3 separate regions of the Mus musculus genome follow, and regions 2 and 3 are each linked to region 1. A link is a contact called in public HiChIP or PLAC-seq and capture Hi-C data. All regions are on one chromosome and are shown on one strand. The core of a region is the stretch at or near the end of the contact, and the rest is flanking DNA. Distances in the headings are between cores, read along the strand shown.

Region 1 (2,894 bases), core at 312-2,811:
CTCAGCCAGATACGATCTCACTTAAGTAGCTGCAGAAATGGCACGGACCAGTTCTGATGAGTACCCTCCTTATATAGGATACCAAACAAACACAAGGACGGAGGCTGACCATCTATCTCTAAAGGCACCTCACTGTGCCTTCAGACAGAGTGGAGGGGAGGAGGGGCCCAAGCTTATTTGGTGAAAATAAAGGGAAAGGTGAGGCTGCACACACCTGAAACATCTTACCTAGGATGTTGCAAGTCACCACAGTCAAGAAGAAGCGGGAATCTCGTAGATCAATTTTCTATTCATTTCTGCAAATTTATTGGATTAGTGTGATTATTCAGATAGTCAAAACAGAAGCCCACGCCTTATAATATACCTATCTGCAACATGTACTGGGAGAACTGCGTTTAAGAAATTCACATTAAAAAAAAAAAAAAAAGAAGGAAACACATTTTTTTTCTACTTTGACTTGACTTCTTGTGTCATAAGGTTTGAACGTTGGTTGGGGAGGATTTGCAATGTGGGAGACAGAGAAAAGGGACTTTTCTCTTACCTCATCAACAGCCAATCTTCCTATTTCCGTCGAACCCTAAAATAATAACTAAGGAGGGAGTCCAACCAAGATGGGACATGATTCTCTGAAGAGCTTTCCTTTTTGATATTCAGAGGCTTGACAACAGATATCAAGACGATTATCCCGGGGCAGTTGTGGCTCTTTATTCCAATTTGACTGACTCCCCTAAAGACTTCTCTGCTGGATGTTTCTAGGAGAAACAAATACTCACTACATGTCACTTAATGAATGTCCTTAGGGACAGTCCTCTAGAGAAAGTCTCTCAGGGATGTTGAAAGATCCCCTTGCATACCACTTCCTGCTCCTCTTTCTGGGAACAAGAGCAACCAGAATTTCAAGACTGCTTGGAATAGAGAGGGAGAGTAGACCTTTCTCTCAGTAGGTCAAAGGACATTTGATACTGGCCCAAAACTTGGCGATTCTTTCATTCTAGAAGGATGCAAATGTGGGACTTTTGATGATTCTAGGCCTTAAATTTTCAGCAATCATTTCCTAAAGGCACTGAAACCCAAACCCCTCCCATGGCCCTCTCCCCGCTGAGAGGTTGAACGGTATCCTCGCTGTCTTTCTTCTCAGCGGTAGACTCCAAGAGACTTGGAAGGAGTAAACTGCCATTAGGGAGTAGGTGGTGAGCAAAACAAGGGGTGGTGGGCGGTGGGAGTGGGTTCAGCTCAAGGCTGTTAACATTTTTGGCGTTGGCGCTTGGGAAGGAATTAGCAGAAAGGATTCACTACCAGCAAAAGTATCAAACAACTCACACAAGGAGAAGAAAGGTGTCTGAGAAATGTTTAAAAAAAAAAAAAAAAAAAAAGGCAGCCTTTCCAGGACAAGTAACTTGCCTTTTAGAAGGTTTTGAAGATTAGGGCACTTAAGGCACAGCTGCTAAACCTGAATGAGCCCTTCAAAGAACAAAGCAAAGTCAGCTGGTCGTGGTGGGTGGAGCGGAGCATTTCCTATTGTTGACCAGGGCAAAGGCTAGAGAAAAGCGGAAGTGCTGTGGCTGCTGAGATGAAGTGTTCTCTGGAGCAGGACTCGGATGCTTCCAGGAAAAGGTTGAGGCTCACCACTGCCCTGTGTCTCTGGCTTCTTATTCCTACGTTTAATTGGCATAAGAGCATCCTCACAGGATGTACACACATTTCCTTCTAAAGTGCCTGGGAAATGATGCTTGCGTTAAGTTGTTTGGGGTTCGTTTGGGTGGGCTTTGTGCATGCTAAAGTGACCGTCCTAACCTGAGTTTTGTCTTCCTTTTAAAGAGGTAGAAATAAGAGACATTGAGGAAACAACACAGGTGCCTGTCCATTTGAGAGAACCGGCATATTTGAATGCTTCTTATACTAACTCTTATCTCATTGTAAGATTTTTATTTTAAGCCCCTTACTCTGATTACACTTTATCCTTCTTGGAGGATGGTATCCAAGCAACATGTCTCTCCTGCTATATAATTCTGAGCGTTCTCATTCCTGGAGTCCCTGAGCCATGCAAGCTTACCATGAAGGCTGCAGCTGCGCTGTCAGGAGCAATTTTCTCACTGTTCCCTGCCTTTGAGCATCGGATTTCCTGCCTGTGCTTTGCAAGCAGGGATCAGTCCCCTTTGTCTGAAAAGGAAATTCCAATTCTTTAAACGTGTTGTTAGAAACCAATACCACTGAATATCCAAATTACTTTGGAAACTCTTTCCAATGGAAAACTGCATTAAAACACGCCAAACATTATACTGGGAGCTGAGAAATTCTGAGAGATAAGGCACTGAAGTCTTAGTAACGACAGAGCCTCAGCATCAGCCATTCGCGGTTAAATAAGACAGAGAATGAGCTGAAGATGGAGCAAAAGCCATGACTGGCTCCAAACCTTATTCCATTGACTTTGCAAACCAAGCCAGCTGAGTCTTTAATGTGAAACAAATAGAAAAGGAAAAAACAAAAACAAGCAAACAAACAAAAAACTGATGGGCAAAAGCAAAAAAAAAAAAAGTAATAATAAATGTTTGTAAGAAAATGCAGGAGGAGGAATGTGTATGTTTAAAGAATAACCGTTTCAATAAAATATATAAGCCAAACTGACATTTGTAAAATAGTAAGATTAATGTTTTTGTTGTCATCTTGTACACAAAGCATTTCAGAATTGCTGTTCCAAAAGGTATTTATGGTATGTTTCGTTTCTGGTACTATGCTGTTTGTGTGTCAGTCTGCTGTGTTGCCTTGTAAACCGGGTGGTACTTGTCACAAAAGCAGTTATTGATTGTAAGTCCATTTGTAACAGCAATGAGAAAATAAATAAGGGACGGTGGCACCCAAGGAGGAGCTGGGGCTATTTAACCTGCACAGGATAT
Region 2 (2,906 bases), core at 406-2,905, 160 kb before region 1:
ACTGCTGGTTCCTTCTCATTATTTAGCTCCCATGCAAACAGGCAGCTATTCCAAGCAGCTTCCCCTACAGAGTTAATGGAGCTATCCACCTCCCTATCCTTGCTGCCCTGTCTCAACGCTCACCAGAAAATCTAAAGCGAATCGTGTTTGCATTTCCCTTCAGTCCCCACTTAAGCCCCTTCTGTCTACAAATACGGCTCGAACCCCCCAGAGCCAAGAACAGAAATATCCTTTGTGGATATCGTTGAAGTGATTAATGCTGTCCCTCTCTCGAACGGATGAACAAAGATGTGAATCGGATGTGGAATGAATAGAAAAAATATTTTAACTTCGATGGCAGACCCAGGGTTAATAATTCTGAAATGGAAAAGCTTTATTGATCGTCGAGTAAAATATCACCCTAAAGCACTGAGCTATAGACTCCTAGCCAAGAACCAAGAAAACATATTCTTAGCTCAGACAATAATAGGCACTGGGGTTTCTTTTTCTTCTCTTTCTTTTCCTTCCATGGAAAATGAAGAAGGATGTTAAAAGCAAAAGGAAAGAGCATTAGAAGAGCAGGTGTAACTTAAAGGTAAAGAAGCAAAAGGAAGGATGGGGGAGGGGGAGCATGGGTTAGCGGCATTTAAATGACCTAGCTGAGCTATGAAGGGGATGGATGGCTCACGTTACCAAGGACGACGACATGCCTCGAGGCATCAAGTCCAGGACTAGGTCTGCAGCATTGCGGGGGCTGACACTGTTTCCCTCCCTCAAGCCCCCATCCCTCACTTGCCTCTTCTTTTTTAAAATGTATTTATTTATTGTATGTATATGACTACGCTACACTGCTCCTGTCTTCAGACACATCAGATCCCATTTCAGATGGTTGTGAGCCACCCTGTGGTTGCTAGGAATGGTACTCAGGACCTCTGGAAGAGCAGCCAGTGAGTGTTCTCAACCGCTGAGCCATCTCTCCAGCCCCGCTTTCCTCTTCTTATTGTCCTCCTCCTCCTTCTTATTCTTTTGAGACAGGGTCTCACAATGTAGCCCTGGCTGGACTGGAACTCACTCTGTAGACCAGGCTGGCCTTGAACTCATAGGGGTTCACCTGCCTTGGCCTCTTACTCTCAAGTGCCAGAATTCAAGATGTGCACCATCATGCCCTGGCTCTGTCCGGATCTTGATCTTAAGCTATGTACGCAGAATTCAAGCAAAAATAGGAAAAAGTACCAAAGTAGAAACGCCCAGGGAAATGGTCCACAAAATGACATATAAAGAGCAAATTATTTACTTGGTGAATGACAGGTGTCATTTGTATGTTTTTCTAAAATTAACCTGAATAATCTTGAACAACGTAATGGTGAGACTTGCCTTGTATTAGCAGTAGTATTAGCAGAATACTACTGTTGTATTAAATGCTATACACCCCTGGTTCACTTCGCTACAAGTGAGGAATGCTTGTAAAATGCTTGTGTCGCCCCCAAATTAGCACGGGGTTCATGAAGAATCACTTGGCAAGAGAGGGCCAAGGAAAGGAGAAAACCAGAGAAGCAACCTGTAGCCATTTTGTCAGCAACCCAAGGACTTTTGTGCTAAGCCGGTAGCAGGCCGCTGTGCCATCTGGAGCCAGTGAAACTAGCTATCCACAAGAGGGCGATGTCTAACCAATCCCCAGCCCTAGGAGCTGAAGGCAAGCTGCTTGGCAGAGGTCAGGATCCAAGGTCAGCCTGGGCTACTGGAAGTCCCGCCCCTTAGCAAATAACTAACCAAACAAAAATAAAGAGGGTGGTAAGATTGCTATAAACAAGAAAATCCTCTGACTCACAGGCCTGTGGACATACTACCAGCTCAGCCTTTCCAACTCACCCCTAAAGGCAGAAAAGCCCTACCCCCAGGGCAAGGTCCCTCCAGGGAAGGACTCTAGGCTTGTTATTTCTAAGGCTGCGAGTCAGGACATTTTCAATTCTCAGGTATGAGCAAATCGTAGGAAGGAGTCCCTACCAACTCCTAAAGCCCATCTCCCAAATCGCCAGCTCAACTGGGAGAGCGAATAAATGACATGGCCAGACCCAGAGGCTTCTGAAATAAGGATTATCACGACAACACCAGTAAAACATGTGTGGGCACGCACACCTTTTTTTCCTGGTTATAACCGGCACCTGCACGGAGATCCACGCTGTGCTTTCATATGAATACAGTTGGGGAACTGACCCCAAAGGGAACTAAGTGGAGAAAGGGGCACGACCAACAGGGGGCGGGGCTTGTGTCCCATCCACAGAGTGTCTACAGTAGCAGGGTTGGGGCCCAGCCTGATATGTGGCACTTCTAATGTGTTCCGGGAGGTGTTGATGCTGTTTGTTGGACAGTAGGGTTACGTTGACAATGGTATAGGGCTCGTGCATCTACTCCTTAGCTCTGGCGTATTCAGAAATAAAGGTCCTGGGCGTGGTGGCGCTCCTTTAATCCCAGCACTCGGGAGGCAGAGGCAGACGGATTTCTGAGTTTGAGGCCAGCCTGGTCTACAGTGTGAGTTCCAGGACAGCCAGGGCTACACAGAGAAACCCTGCCTCGAAAAAAAAAAAAAAAAAAAAGGAAGAAAGAGAGAGAGGGAGGGAGGGAGGGAGGGAGGGAGGGAGGGAGGGAGGGAGGGAGGGAAGGAAGGAAGGAAGGAAGGAAGGAAGGAAGGAAGGAAGGAAGGAAGGAAGGAAGGAAGGAAGGAAGGAAGGAAGGAAGGAAGGAAGGAAGGAAGAAACCTGCCCTGAGTTGGTAAACAGAGCACTTCCTAGGGATAATTCCTGGTATCCGGATTCCTGACATCCTTACTTCCTGGGAGGTAAGCATCCTCACTTCCATTTCTCACTAGGAAAGCAAGGGCGCCAAGAGGCTATCTGAGCTGGCGAATCTTGGCGCCTGGATTTGATCTT
Region 3 (2,999 bases), core at 145-2,644, 200 kb before region 1:
TGGAAATACTGCTCAGTAGGTGCCTGCTGCCAAGCCTAACAGCCACAGTTCTGTACTCAGGACCCATGTGGCAGGAGACAGCTGACCCCACAAGTTGTCCTCTGACCTCCACACTATGCCATGCATGTGTGTGCTCACACAAACACATTAAATAAACAAATGTAATTTTTAAAATGATATAATTGACATATGTTAATATGCTGGAGAGATGGCTCAGTGGTTAAGAGCACTGACTGCTCTTCCATAGGTCCAGAGTTCAAATTCCAGCAACCACATGATAGCTCACAACCATCTGTAATGAGATCTAATGCCCTCTTCTGGTGTGTCTGAAGACAGCTACAGTGTACTAATATATAATAAATAAATCTTTAAAAAATAATAATTATTATTATAATATAATTACATCATTCCTCCCTTTCTTTGGCTTCCCCCAAACACTCTCATATACTCCACCTTACTCTCTTTTAAATTCATGGCCTCTATTTTCATTGATTGTTAAAATATGCATGCATCTATGTATACATATGCATATATACTCCTAAATATGACCGGCTCAGTGTGTATGATGCTACTTTATGTATGTTTTCAGGGCTGACCATTGGATGTCATTGGATAACCAATTGGTGTGCTCCTCCTCCCTGGGGAAGGCTGCTTCTCCCACCCTCAGCGTTCCTCAGTTGCCTGTAGCTCTTTGTGTAGGTTGGGGTCTCGCGGGCTTTTCCCTATCCACTTGGCATGTCTACAGTTGGTGTTCTGGTTCCCCTCATCTTTGGGCTCTCCTGTTGGTGAAACTTTACGGGTATACTTTCTGACATTGCTACAGACAGCCTCGCAGCAAACTCTCCTTGGGCCACAGTCTGAAGTCTGCATGGTGTCTTCAGAAATAGGGATTTGCCTTTCCCATCTTGGGGCACAGCCAGGAGCGATGACAATAGTTTGTGTGGCTTGTGAGTCTCTTGGACAACACCATTCAAAAGCTCAAGAGAAGGCTTCCTATGTGAGGACTGGAGGTTTTATTGGGTGGTCTTTAGTTCTCAGGGGCTCATTGTCCACCCAAAGAAGAACATTTTCCTTGTATTATCTATGTATATTAATACGCAGGCTTGTGTGTGATGTTAGGTGGGGCTTTAGGGGAACAGTTAATATAATGACTCATGATTTTCTCAGACATCCTTCCTCTTATTTACTCTCTTCTTCCTCATTTATCTCCCTACCCTTCCTAATCTGAGCCCACCCCTCCCCCACCACTTCCTTGAGCAGATCACTTGTACCCTTCTTAGTCCCCGCTACTGTTCCCAACCCCCTACACTTAAACAGTTTTAAGTCCCCTTGAGCCCTTGCTGCCACCAGAAGGATTTCACTGAGAGTCCTTCCTCCTTCCTTAGTCACCTCCTGTGGTCGCTTGAATGACAATGGTTCCCCAAGGGCTCACAGGAAGTGGCACTATTAGGGGTGTGGCCTTGTTAGAGGAAGTGTGTCAATGGAGGTGGGCTTGGAGGTTTTAGATGTAGCAAGGCCCAGGAGCTCGCTCTCTCTTCCTACTCTCTTCCTCAACCTCTCCTGCTCTCTTCCCTAATCAAAATCCCCACCCGAAAGCTCCCATACACTAATTACGTACAACAACCTAAGTGCTCCTGCTCCTTCAACGCGCCAAGAGCCAGGCCCTTCACGGGCCCAGATAACCACCAGAGTACTCTGCCAACACACTGTGCTAGAGAATGCCTCGACGAACTCATTCAAATCAAAGTTTTAGAGATCGGGAGAGATGGTTTAGTCGGTAAAGTATTTAAGGATTGCATTTTCATTTTCATTTATTTTTATAATTACATTATGGCTCCAAACTCAATAACTGAAAGTAGATTCTGTGGAGCTTTTGAATGTATTCACAGATTCTCTAATGCACCTTCAAAAGAGGGCCGGACTGGGAAGATAGCTCTCTAGGAAAAGGGTCTGGTTATGTGCATAAGGGCCTGATTATGAGCCTAGAACCCAGATTTTTAAAAAGGTGGGTGTGGCTTAAAAATCCCGTGGCTGGGGAGGCAGAGGCAGGAAGATCCCTGGAGTTCACTGGCCACCTAGCAAGCCTAGCATATACAGTGAGCTCTAGAATTGTAAGGAACCCTGTCTCAAATGATAAAAGGTGGGTGAGGGGACTGATGGGGGCAGGGGAGGACAGGACAGCACCTGAAGAATGACACCCAAGGTTGACATCTGGCCTACATCTGCACCTGCTCACATGCACGTTTTAAGTTCACTTCTTTAAAAATTCCTATCTCACTTTAGTGCTCAGCAACCGCCTGCGGCTGGTGACCAGTGTCCGGGACAGTGTAGACAGCAGAAGGTTCTGCAGGACAGCACATAGCTAAACCTAAAAGGCACTTTCTCCTCCTTCTTTCTTAGCATCTCCTGCAGCCCGCTGCAGTGAAAGGCTCTTTCCACCACTGGGACTTTTATATTTAATTCTGTCAGCTCTTTCCAGTGGGCAGAACCTTTGGGGAGCCTCAAGTTCAGATCTCGGGGCAGGTATTCTGGTCCTTTCCACTCGGGAAAATGCTGGTTAGTGATGAGGGAGTTGGGGGTGGATAGAAGGTATGTAGAGGCAGCATGCTAAGACTGTAGAAGTTGACTTTTGTCGCCACCTATCACTTTAAAAACCTTAAGAACGATTCTTTTACTTGGTTTCAATCCCTAACTGGAACGATTCTGCTTGGGTTCAGTCCTCAATTGGAATCACTGAAAAGGATCCTTCAGGGATGTTTTCCAAAGGGAAAGACTGATGCTCTGCTGTGACCAATGTAATTTTTGCTTCTGCTGGCACGATACAGCGCTCCCTCCCGAAAGAGGGATGAGGTCTCCTCTGAGGACACCCACAGTGCAAAGACACGCGTGGGGAAGAGCTCTGATTACTGCCCAGTACCAGCTGCTACCTCCCTCTGCTCCTTTCCTCAGATGCTCAGGTCAGGTTCTGCTTGGGAAGATCAGTGTTTCTGTTGTCAGAA

Evidence for each region. HiChIP or PLAC-seq counts read pairs in DNA pulled down with a chosen protein or histone mark. Capture Hi-C pulls out chosen DNA fragments and counts their contacts.
Region 2: an H3K4me3 HiChIP or PLAC-seq map of bone marrow-derived macrophages shows a contact between it and region 1, with 4 times the contacts expected there. The contact joins two enhancer-like sites. A contact is called at or near these places in 3 of 39 promoter capture datasets (3T3-L1-derived adipocytes, frontonasal cranial neural crest and liver), 8 of 484 Hi-C or Micro-C datasets (3T3-L1-derived adipocytes, bone marrow-derived macrophages, cerebral cortex and 3 more), 20 of 115 datasets of contacts at active chromatin or transcription factors (acute myeloid leukemia, bone marrow-derived macrophages, cardiomyocytes and 13 more) and 3 of 9 other capture datasets (adipose tissue, liver and pancreatic islet).
Region 3: a capture Hi-C map of bone marrow-derived macrophages shows a contact between it and region 1, with 3 times the contacts expected there. The contact joins two enhancer-like sites. A contact is called at or near these places in 2 of 115 datasets of contacts at active chromatin or transcription factors (bone marrow-derived macrophages and embryonic stem cells) and 1 of 9 other capture datasets (bone marrow-derived macrophages).

What each region holds. Positions count from the first base shown.
Region 1 is chr9:40,782,695-40,785,588 of GRCm38.p6, forward strand. It overlaps Clmp (CXADR-like membrane protein), which reads left to right. Exons shown (of 7, transcript NM_133733.5): 7 at 1-2,625. Among named protein-coding and RNA genes, the nearest start is that of Hspa8, 17 kb to the right of the region's middle. Within about 2 kb of position 1,562, at least 171 of the 459 cell types and tissues checked have an H3K27ac peak or open chromatin away from gene starts, as enhancers often do. A contact at or near this core is called in bone marrow-derived macrophages, cerebral cortex and embryonic stem cells, where this site is marked.
Region 2 is chr9:40,626,661-40,629,566 of GRCm38.p6, forward strand. No RefSeq gene overlaps it. Among named protein-coding and RNA genes, the nearest start is that of Gm39319, 38 kb to the right of the region's middle. Within about 2 kb of position 1,656, at least 23 of the 459 cell types and tissues checked have an H3K27ac peak or open chromatin away from gene starts, as enhancers often do. A contact at or near this core is called in bone marrow-derived macrophages, cerebral cortex and embryonic stem cells, where this site is marked.
Region 3 is chr9:40,580,732-40,583,730 of GRCm38.p6, forward strand. No RefSeq gene overlaps it. Among named protein-coding and RNA genes, the nearest start is that of Gm48277, 24 kb to the left of the region's middle. Within about 2 kb of position 1,395, at least 87 of the 459 cell types and tissues checked have an H3K27ac peak or open chromatin away from gene starts, as enhancers often do. A contact at or near this core is called in bone marrow-derived macrophages, where this site is marked.